Regions from separate parts of the Hordeum vulgare genome. Here all the other regions are linked to region 1. Evidence: chromatin contacts called from public Hi-C data. All regions are on one chromosome and are shown on one strand. Each heading gives the region's core, a stretch centred on a gene start, on an enhancer-like site or on the middle of the called end of the contact. The rest is flanking DNA. Distances are from core to core; before and after follow the strand shown. Region 1 has its middle 160 kb from the start of LOC123408237. Region 2 holds the start of LOC123410149 (protein NOI4-like). Region 3 holds the start of LOC123407526 (pentatricopeptide repeat-containing protein At3g14580, mitochondrial-like).

Region 1 (2,677 bases), core at 71-2,570:
ATATCTGATGATAAAAAGAACAGCGGAAACAGAGAACTATAAAAAACAGAAGAAATCCATAGAAAACCTGTGGAAAACTAGACTTCTAACAGTGGAAAAAAAGGGAAAATAAATAGAAAAAGAAGTCGAGCTGATTGGGCCCGGCCCTCTGTTTCCCACTAGGCGATTCGTATTTGCAATTGGGTAGCTCCTAGTCAGCGGTCCAGTTGTCCGGTAACGATCCAGGAAACACTCTATTTGACGCTCTTTGGGTCAAATAGGCGGACAAACGCACAGAAGCTGTCAGCCAGCGACAGGTTTGGGCCAGCCCATTAGCAATACCAGTTTTCGGAACCTAGGATTTTAGCAAATTTTCTTCGGTTTTGGGAACTATCTACAAGATTCCCTGAACTGGTTTTCATTTTTAACTTTTTTTTATTCTTTTTTTTCTGTTTCTGTTTAAAAATGTTTCGGAATTTAAAGAAATATTTAAAATTGAAAAAAATAGTTCTGAAATTTGAAAAAATGTTCCGTATTTTGAAAAATATTCCGCAATCTGAAAAATGTTCCTAAATTGAAATTTTGATTCAGATTCTCAAAAATTGTTCGGTAATTTGAAAAAATGTGCCGAAATTTATAAAATGTTCCAGAATTTGAAAAACGTTCCGGATATTCATAAAATGTTCCGGAAATTGAAACAATATTCTGAAATTTGAAAAAATGTTCCGAATTTGGAAAGGTGTTGCGGAATTCGAAAAGGTGTTGCGGAATTTGAAAAAATGTTCTGGAATTTTCAAATTCAGCAACATTTTTCAAATTGCAGAACATTTTTTTCAAATTAAGGAACACCTTTTCAAATTCCGGAACATTTTCCCAAATTCGGAACATTTTTCCAAATTTCGGAACATTTTTTGACATTCCGTAACATTTTATGAATATCGGGAAAAAATTCAAATTTCGGAACATTTTTTGCAAATATGCAAAAAAAATTCAAATTTAGAATCAGTTTTCACATTGCGGAATATGTTTTCAAATTACCGAACATTTTTTCAAATTTCAGATCATTTTTTCAAATTCTGAAACATTTTTGTCAATTCTAGAACATTTTGAAAATTCTGAAACATTTTTTGAAAATCCAAATCATTTTTAAACAGAAACAGGAAAAAAAGACTAAGAAAAAAAAAGCTAAAAATGATAAATAGTTCAGGGAATCTTCTAGATAGTTCCCAAAAATGGCAAAAAAACTGGTTCCGAAAACAGGGATTGCTATGGCCCGGCCCAAACCTGTCGCTGGCAGGCAGCTTGTGTGCGTTCCCCGCGTATTTGCCGCATAGTGCGTCAAATAGAGTTTTCTTGGAGATCCCAGGATCCAGCGCCTACAATTTCACTGCAACGGTCTGGCCCACTAAGACGCACGCAATCAGTCCAGTTTTTTTATTCTATTATTTTGTTTTACGTTAATCCAGAAAGAAAAATCGTCCAAATTTTGTATTTATTATGAAACTGAAAATATTAAACTAAAAATATTTTACAGACTTGAAGAAAAAGTTTCATCCATTTTAAAAAGTATTCATATATTTTAAAAAGTTTCATCAATTTTTTTAAAATTTAATTGAAATTGAAACAAAACTTCAGAAATATGGAAAAATCACAATAAATTTGTAAAAAAACTTACTAAATTTGAAAAACAAATCACAGATATTGAAAAAAAGTTCATGTATTCTTTCAAGAAGTTCATTGAACTGAAAAAAAAGTTTAAAACCTTAAAATTTTCATTAATTCTGAAACAAAGTCGTCTATTTTAAATAGATGTTCATCCATTTCAGAAAATTTCATAAAACTTTAATATTTTGTAAAAGGTTGATCGATTTCCCGAGAAAACTTCATCAAGTTCTTAAAAAATTCATTGAAATTTAAACAAATTCATCGATATTCAATAATTCATAGAGTTTTTCAGAAAAAGTCATCATCCGACGACTAGATGGGCCGGCACATTTAAGAATGCTGCAGGCGCCAGTTAACAAAATGCACGTTCATTGGCGCATGCAGCGCTAAATAGAAAATGCCTTGCAATTGGTACGGGCGAGACATATCCCTAGCGGTCACAAGACAGCGCAACAGGCTTTTAGGAGCAGCTCTCGAGATGAATTTGAATATGGTCATGAATTTACTAAAATCGTTAATTAAGACATACTCTTTGCAAAGGTCGCTATTATTTCCTTAGGTTGTCAAAATTAGTATATTACATGTGCGTCAGTTGTCATAACCTAGAAGTTATCTATTTTTCATAGATTTGTTTATCAAAACATTTTATCTCTTAAACCGTGCGTCTAAATCTTGAACCGTTTTCACCTTAAATTCCTCGTGTTGACGTCTTCAAAACTAGATCTCAGGATGATAATTTTCTATGAATTGTTTTCCATGAAACACATTTTTTTAATTTTTTTCCTTTCCGAAAAGGCACAACTATTCCTGTCGTGAAAAAATAACGCCTTTTTGTTCTTTTCGAAGAGGTACAGGCATGTGCCTTACGGAAGTAAATCCGTGCAGGATGAAAAGTAAATTTATGACTCCCACGAGAAAAAAATAATTATCCATTCTCCGAGAGGCACAATTTTGCCCCTCGCGAAAACAAATCCATGCCTTCATGAAAAGAAAGTCTATGCCGCTCGCGGTAGGAAATAATATGTTTTTATTT
Region 2 (2,677 bases), core at 64-2,563, 790 kb after region 1:
ACTTGAAAACCTATGGGACAGGAGCAGGGGTCATAGCCTAGATATGTCTGATAAATGATAAACACCTAGCTGATTGCTGGATGCAGCAGTAGGAGATTTTTGTTATAAATACAGGTATATTCAGAACCCAGACCATAACAGTTAGCCTCCTGAGAAGAAAACAGGAGCCTATAAGTGCTGCCCTTACACATAATCTGATAATCCATGATGCAGTCAAGACACATCAGTGGTGCATAAATTTTAGCTCTGTCCTGCTCATATTACAGTATCCAATGTAAAGCTGTAATCACAAAATGATACCATTATCACCTGGTATGATGCTGCTAGCAAACTCCTACTATTTACTTATTTTTGACCAGCATCCAATTTCACATACCAGTGCTAACAATTTTCAGTTATATTGATGACATGAAACTTGAATAGCCACCAAGCAATCAATGCTATGCACCAAAACATAGTCATTAATTGGTTATGCTTTTGCTTTAGAAACTTTGTGTGCCTCAAAATGTTTGATCAGTTAAGACCCCTAGAATACCTGGATATTGGCCAACCCAGGAAACAAAACAAGTCCACAGACATCCTAGAAGTGCTAGATATTGACCAACCTACTAAACGAAATGGACCTTACCCCTTGCAAGTTCACCCGCGACCTGTACAAAAGCCGCATAACTATGCAGCATAGGTCAACCAAAATGTTTCGTGTTCAATCAAACAGGAGTCTCCAAATGGTTGCCGAAATGATCGATTTACCCAACTAATCGCAAACGTCTTGGCTGGGAGGCGACCCTTCCAGAGCCTTTCATCAATACACATAAATAAACCGAACATAAAACCAACGCTCAGCAATTCGGTCTGGGAAAATCCGGAACGAATTTCCTCTCTACGCCTATGTTCCAAGGCAGCAGCCAAGGATCACTCCCGTGCCGAGCATCTGGTTTCCACCCCCTACTCCATACCGATCCTCCCAATCAACAAACTAATACTAATAATAATAACCGATGAAGGCCACAGAAGGCGACGTTTCGCCGGCGTCGATCTAGGCAGGAAACAGCGCCGGAAACCGGCGGGAAAAAAACGGCAGGGAGCGCGCGGGGAGCGTCGTCGCTTACCGACATGGATTGAGCGCGGCGGCGGTCCGATCCGCCGAGGGGGAGGGAGAGGGGCTTGGGGGAAAGTTTCGTCGGCTGCTGGTGGGAGGAGGAAGGGGAAAGGGACGGGGATAAGGGCGAGCGACGGAGCGGAGGAGGAGACGACGAATCGAAGTGGAAAAGGAGCAGACGGATTTATACCTCGAGACGGGGGAAACGCACCCCGCAGCCCCGTAAAAACAGATATTTTTTCCCGTCCCAAGCGAAGCGAAGCAGAGAGAGGCAGCGGGAGGTTTTCTACGGGGGACGCGCACGCATGTGAGCCGCGCGGCCGGCGGGGCCCGCGTGTCGGCCGGTGCGGGGTCACCGTGGGCTGGGGCTGGGGTTGGAGCGGAGCGGAGCGGGGGTTGGGGGGTGGCGACGGCGCGGAGACAGAGTGGAAACGCGCGAGGAGGGGCGCACGTCGGTGTGTGTGTGTGGGCTGGCGCTCCGCTTGGAATCTCGACTCGACTCGACTCGACTCGACTGGAGTTGTATACTGGCGGCTTTGTTTACTGGCAGCCAGAAAAGAAAACAAAGCCCAGCTACGCCTGTTTTGTCCGTGCTAGCTTCGGCGTGGGGGCTGTGACTTGTCAGGCCATGACTTCTTATATTATTGATTGATGATGGATTGATGGTGCTAGTCCGTCAGCCGCTGCTTGACCTCAGTTTACTTTTCACTTCGAGGTAGAAAATGGAGGCGGGGAGGTCGCCTACAACATTGGCTTAAGCTAGATTAGCAACCCATAAATTTACTTTCGCATCCATACGCGACCGCGAATATGGATACGGACACCCAACGTTAGTTGTATATATCAGATAAATAATTCAACAAAATTCGATCAACCCAGGCGAATTTCATTCAAGTTCGGATATAATTTATATAAAACGTCGATCATGGGCGTCGGTGATGGTGACGTCGATCCCATCTATCGGAGCAAACGCTCTATCATGATCTTCATCTGAGGGGTGAATTCTTCGTCCGTCAGAGCCCCCTCATATTTGTTTCTTATTTATGAAAGAAATCGCGCTCGAACCGTTTATGCGATACAGATTTATGGATCAACATTGAAGATGTCCGTACAGTAAATCAATCTCGGCGCTTTTGCGTAATTGGCCCAGAGGGCTGGTCCCGTTCGGCTGCAGCGTCAGCTCGAGCCGGGTCCCGTGGCTAGCCAGTGTCGTGTTGCTTTCATCTCGTCTCCGATTGCTTGCATCGGACAAAGCTTGTCCTTCATTGTTCTGTTATATAGGTTTTGCTACCAGGTGAGGTATCTATGCCAAGTTTGTTTATACAGACAGTGAACTGCAGCATATACCCAAATGGCTTGTCAAGAATCCAGAATTTTTTGTGATCCTCTCGCGGTAGACCTTCCGATGCCGTCCCGTCTAATCTAATAAATGGATGAATGGTACCGAGAGCGAGAGACTGGGTCAGAGTCAAATCACATTGTAAGCCATGACGTTTTAAACAAATCCAGAGCGACAGCCACTGATAGTATAAAACAGTCTGCGCGCACAAATATTCAGAGGAAGCAGTGCACTTATGG
Region 3 (2,677 bases), core at 74-2,573, 650 kb before region 1:
GGCATGAACATACATTTCAGCATAAGGATGTAAGAAGTTTTGTCCAAGTACTCATCCGAGGAACAAAACCTTGGTCCACCATTTGCTTCAAGACATGATGTGCATCATCTAAGCAGTTAACACTACAGAAGCCATCAATTAGCAGCTTGTAAGATGAGAAACTAGGTCTCAGACTTTCAGCACTCATCATACCAACCAGGTCCTTCGCCTCCACAAAGTTCTTTGAGGCCACAAGGCCATCAAGAAGTACCTGATAAGTCCCTGAATTAGGATGGCAGCCCTGAGACGACATCGACTTGAACAGATCATATGCAGAGGTCACCCTTCCCTCTCTGCAGAGACCAGATACCAATATATTGTAAACAACCGTATCCGCATCGATTTCCTCCTTGCGCATTCTCTCAAACAGCTCGAACGCCTCATCCACCCGGCAGTTCCGGCAGAGGAAATGCATCAGGGTCGAATAGGTCATCGCATTAGGCCGGCAGTCCTGCTTCGGCATCTCATCCAGCAGCGAAAGGGCCTCGTTGAATCTCCCAAATTGGCACAGCCCCTTGATAAGGATGTTGAAGCAGCAGGTGTCCAGTTCCACGCCCAGCCTGGGCGCGCTGGAGTACACCTCGTGGACAACCTCGTACTGCCGCCTGCACACGAGCATGTGGAGCACATAGTTGAAGGTCTTGGTGGACGGCCAGCAGCCGTACTCGGACATCGCGTAGAGCGTCTCCATGGCCTTCTCGGGGTGGTTGGCCACATTGCCGTACATCTTGATGAGCCTGTAGAAGAAGTCGTCCGAGAACCTGAACCGCTCGGCCCTCGCCCTGGCCAGCAGCTCCTCCACGTCGCCGAACCGCCGGGCGCCGGCGAGCCGGTCGATCATCAGGCCGTAGAGGGCCTCGCTGGGCTTGTAGTCCCTCCGGGCGCAGGCCTTCCTGAAGACGCTGGTTATCAGAGCGGCGTCCCTGATGCTCGCGAAGATCTTGAGCACCTCGTTCGGGGCGAGCCAGTCCCTGTGGTCCAGCCGGCCGATCCAGTGGCCGTCGTCGCAGGCCGTGGAGCGCAGCCTCAGGAATGGGGGAACCGCGCGCCGCGCCAGGGGTCTCGACATGCTGCCGCCGGGAAGTGGGAATCGGATGGGGGCGGGGCTGGACTACTCGAGAAGTGGTTGGAGAGTTTATCGGGGAGGTGGGGGTGTGCGTGGCAAGGAAGGAGGTGGACTGCGCTGGGGGAGGTTCGGTGGCCGGCGGCGAATGGGTGAGGACTGAGGAGAAGAGAGGCGGAGGCGGAGGCGTCGCTGGGCGGCGGCGATGTGCGCCTAGTAGCATGGTGGGCCTTGGGCTCTTTCTTAGGGAAAGCCCAACTCGTGTGGTTTGTGTAAACTAATATATAAACTATATTATGAGACATCTCACAACATGACCGCGTGGCCTAATGGATAAGGCGCTCGCCTCCGGAGCGGGAGATTCTGGGTTCGAGTCCCAGCGTGGTCGTTCAATTTTTTTCTTTTTTTTCTTTTCTTTCTTTTCTTTTCTTTTGTTTCCTGAATTGATTTAGACTTAAGAAAGCTTTAAACAGTTAAGATACTTTTGTGGTCAGTCTCCCTCGCTAGTCTTCCCTTCACATTTTTCTTATGATTTGTGATCTTCATAATTAACAATGCCTCGGCTCCGGTCAATAGTTTATGTTAGTGTTTTTTCATTGCTGGTTTCAATGGTAAAGGGCGAATCCTTGCCATTTTCCATTTATATAATTGCATTGAGGATACGCGCCACCAACAACCAAGTAGTAACACATTTCGCATCACTAACCTCATAAGTTCTATCCGTATTGAATCGACACAGCTTTTTTTTTTTGAGACAAGAATCGACACAGTTGTTGCAGCACTAATCTAATTTCGATTTCAATGGGCTGAGGGTGTGGGCCCAAACACACAAGGAATCCAAAGAAAATGTCTCCAGTCTTTGGTATTCACTTTGTGCGTTCGGTTTATTCGGTTTACATGGCTCGATTTATATGTTTTTCAGTTTGAACAGTATTAATACTTCGGTAAATACGGTATGAATTTTAGATACGGTTCGGTTTCGATATATACCAAATTATTTTGGCATGAATTGGTATATACCATAAAAATCAAAGTTTACACGAATTGGAAAGTGACACATAACAATTTACAAATTTGTGACTCAGTTCACATATTCTTTTATACAAAGAGTATATAACTATATGCAAGTGTATATGCATGCATGTATTCAATGGTCATGGACGTGCTTGGAATTCTTTTCACGAGAAATATGACTATGTTACAAGAAACATAGATGCGCTTAACAGGAAATCTAGCTTTTGTCCAAAAAATAACTACTTGTATGGTTATTTGCCCCAAGATATATAAATATGTTTTTTATTTCGGTTTATTCTGTTATCCATTCGGTTTTTTTATATATACCATAAAAACCAAAATTCAAAACAGTATGAAAAGTTCATAGTATATCGGAACCATAAACCATAAAAACCATAAAATTGGTTCGGTTCAATTTATATTCGCTATGGTTTTTCAGATCGGTTTTAAAATGCACACAGTGATTTGATATGCACTCCCGGGCAATCAGTAGTGATTTGATATGCACTCCCGGGCAATCAGGGAAGAACGGTATATTTCTTTTGTCTTTCTGAATCATTA

The links. Hi-C and Micro-C count contacts between places; a contact is called where the count stands out from the background.
Region 2: a Hi-C map of leaf shows a contact between it and region 1, with 3 times the contacts expected there. The contact joins the promoter of LOC123410149 here to the enhancer-like site in region 1. A contact is called at or near these places in 2 of 6 Hi-C or Micro-C datasets (leaf and seedling).
Region 3: a contact with region 1 is called in a Hi-C map of leaf, with 2.2 times the contacts expected there. The contact joins the promoter of LOC123407526 here to the enhancer-like site in region 1. A contact is called at or near these places in 2 of 6 Hi-C or Micro-C datasets (leaf and seedling).

The regions. Positions count from the first base shown.
Region 1 is chr7H:128,297,789-128,300,465 of MorexV3_pseudomolecules_assembly, reverse strand. No RefSeq gene overlaps it. Among protein-coding and RNA genes, the nearest start is that of LOC123408237, 160 kb to the right of the region's middle. Within about 2 kb of position 1,320, at least 3 of the 3 cell types and tissues checked have open chromatin away from gene starts, as enhancers often do. A contact at or near this core is called in leaf and seedling, where this site is marked.
Region 2 is chr7H:127,512,171-127,514,847 of MorexV3_pseudomolecules_assembly, reverse strand. LOC123410149 (protein NOI4-like) reads right to left here and starts at 1,313. Exons shown (of 3, transcript XM_045103044.1): 1 at 1,110-1,313. The coding sequence starts at 1,115.
Region 3 is chr7H:128,945,855-128,948,531 of MorexV3_pseudomolecules_assembly, reverse strand. LOC123407526 (pentatricopeptide repeat-containing protein At3g14580, mitochondrial-like) reads right to left here and starts at 1,323. Exons shown (of 4, transcript XM_045100686.1): 1 at 1-1,323. The coding sequence starts at 1,108. The coding sequence ends at 17. TRNAR-CCG (a tRNA gene) reads left to right here and starts at 1,418; the gene lies at 1,418-1,490.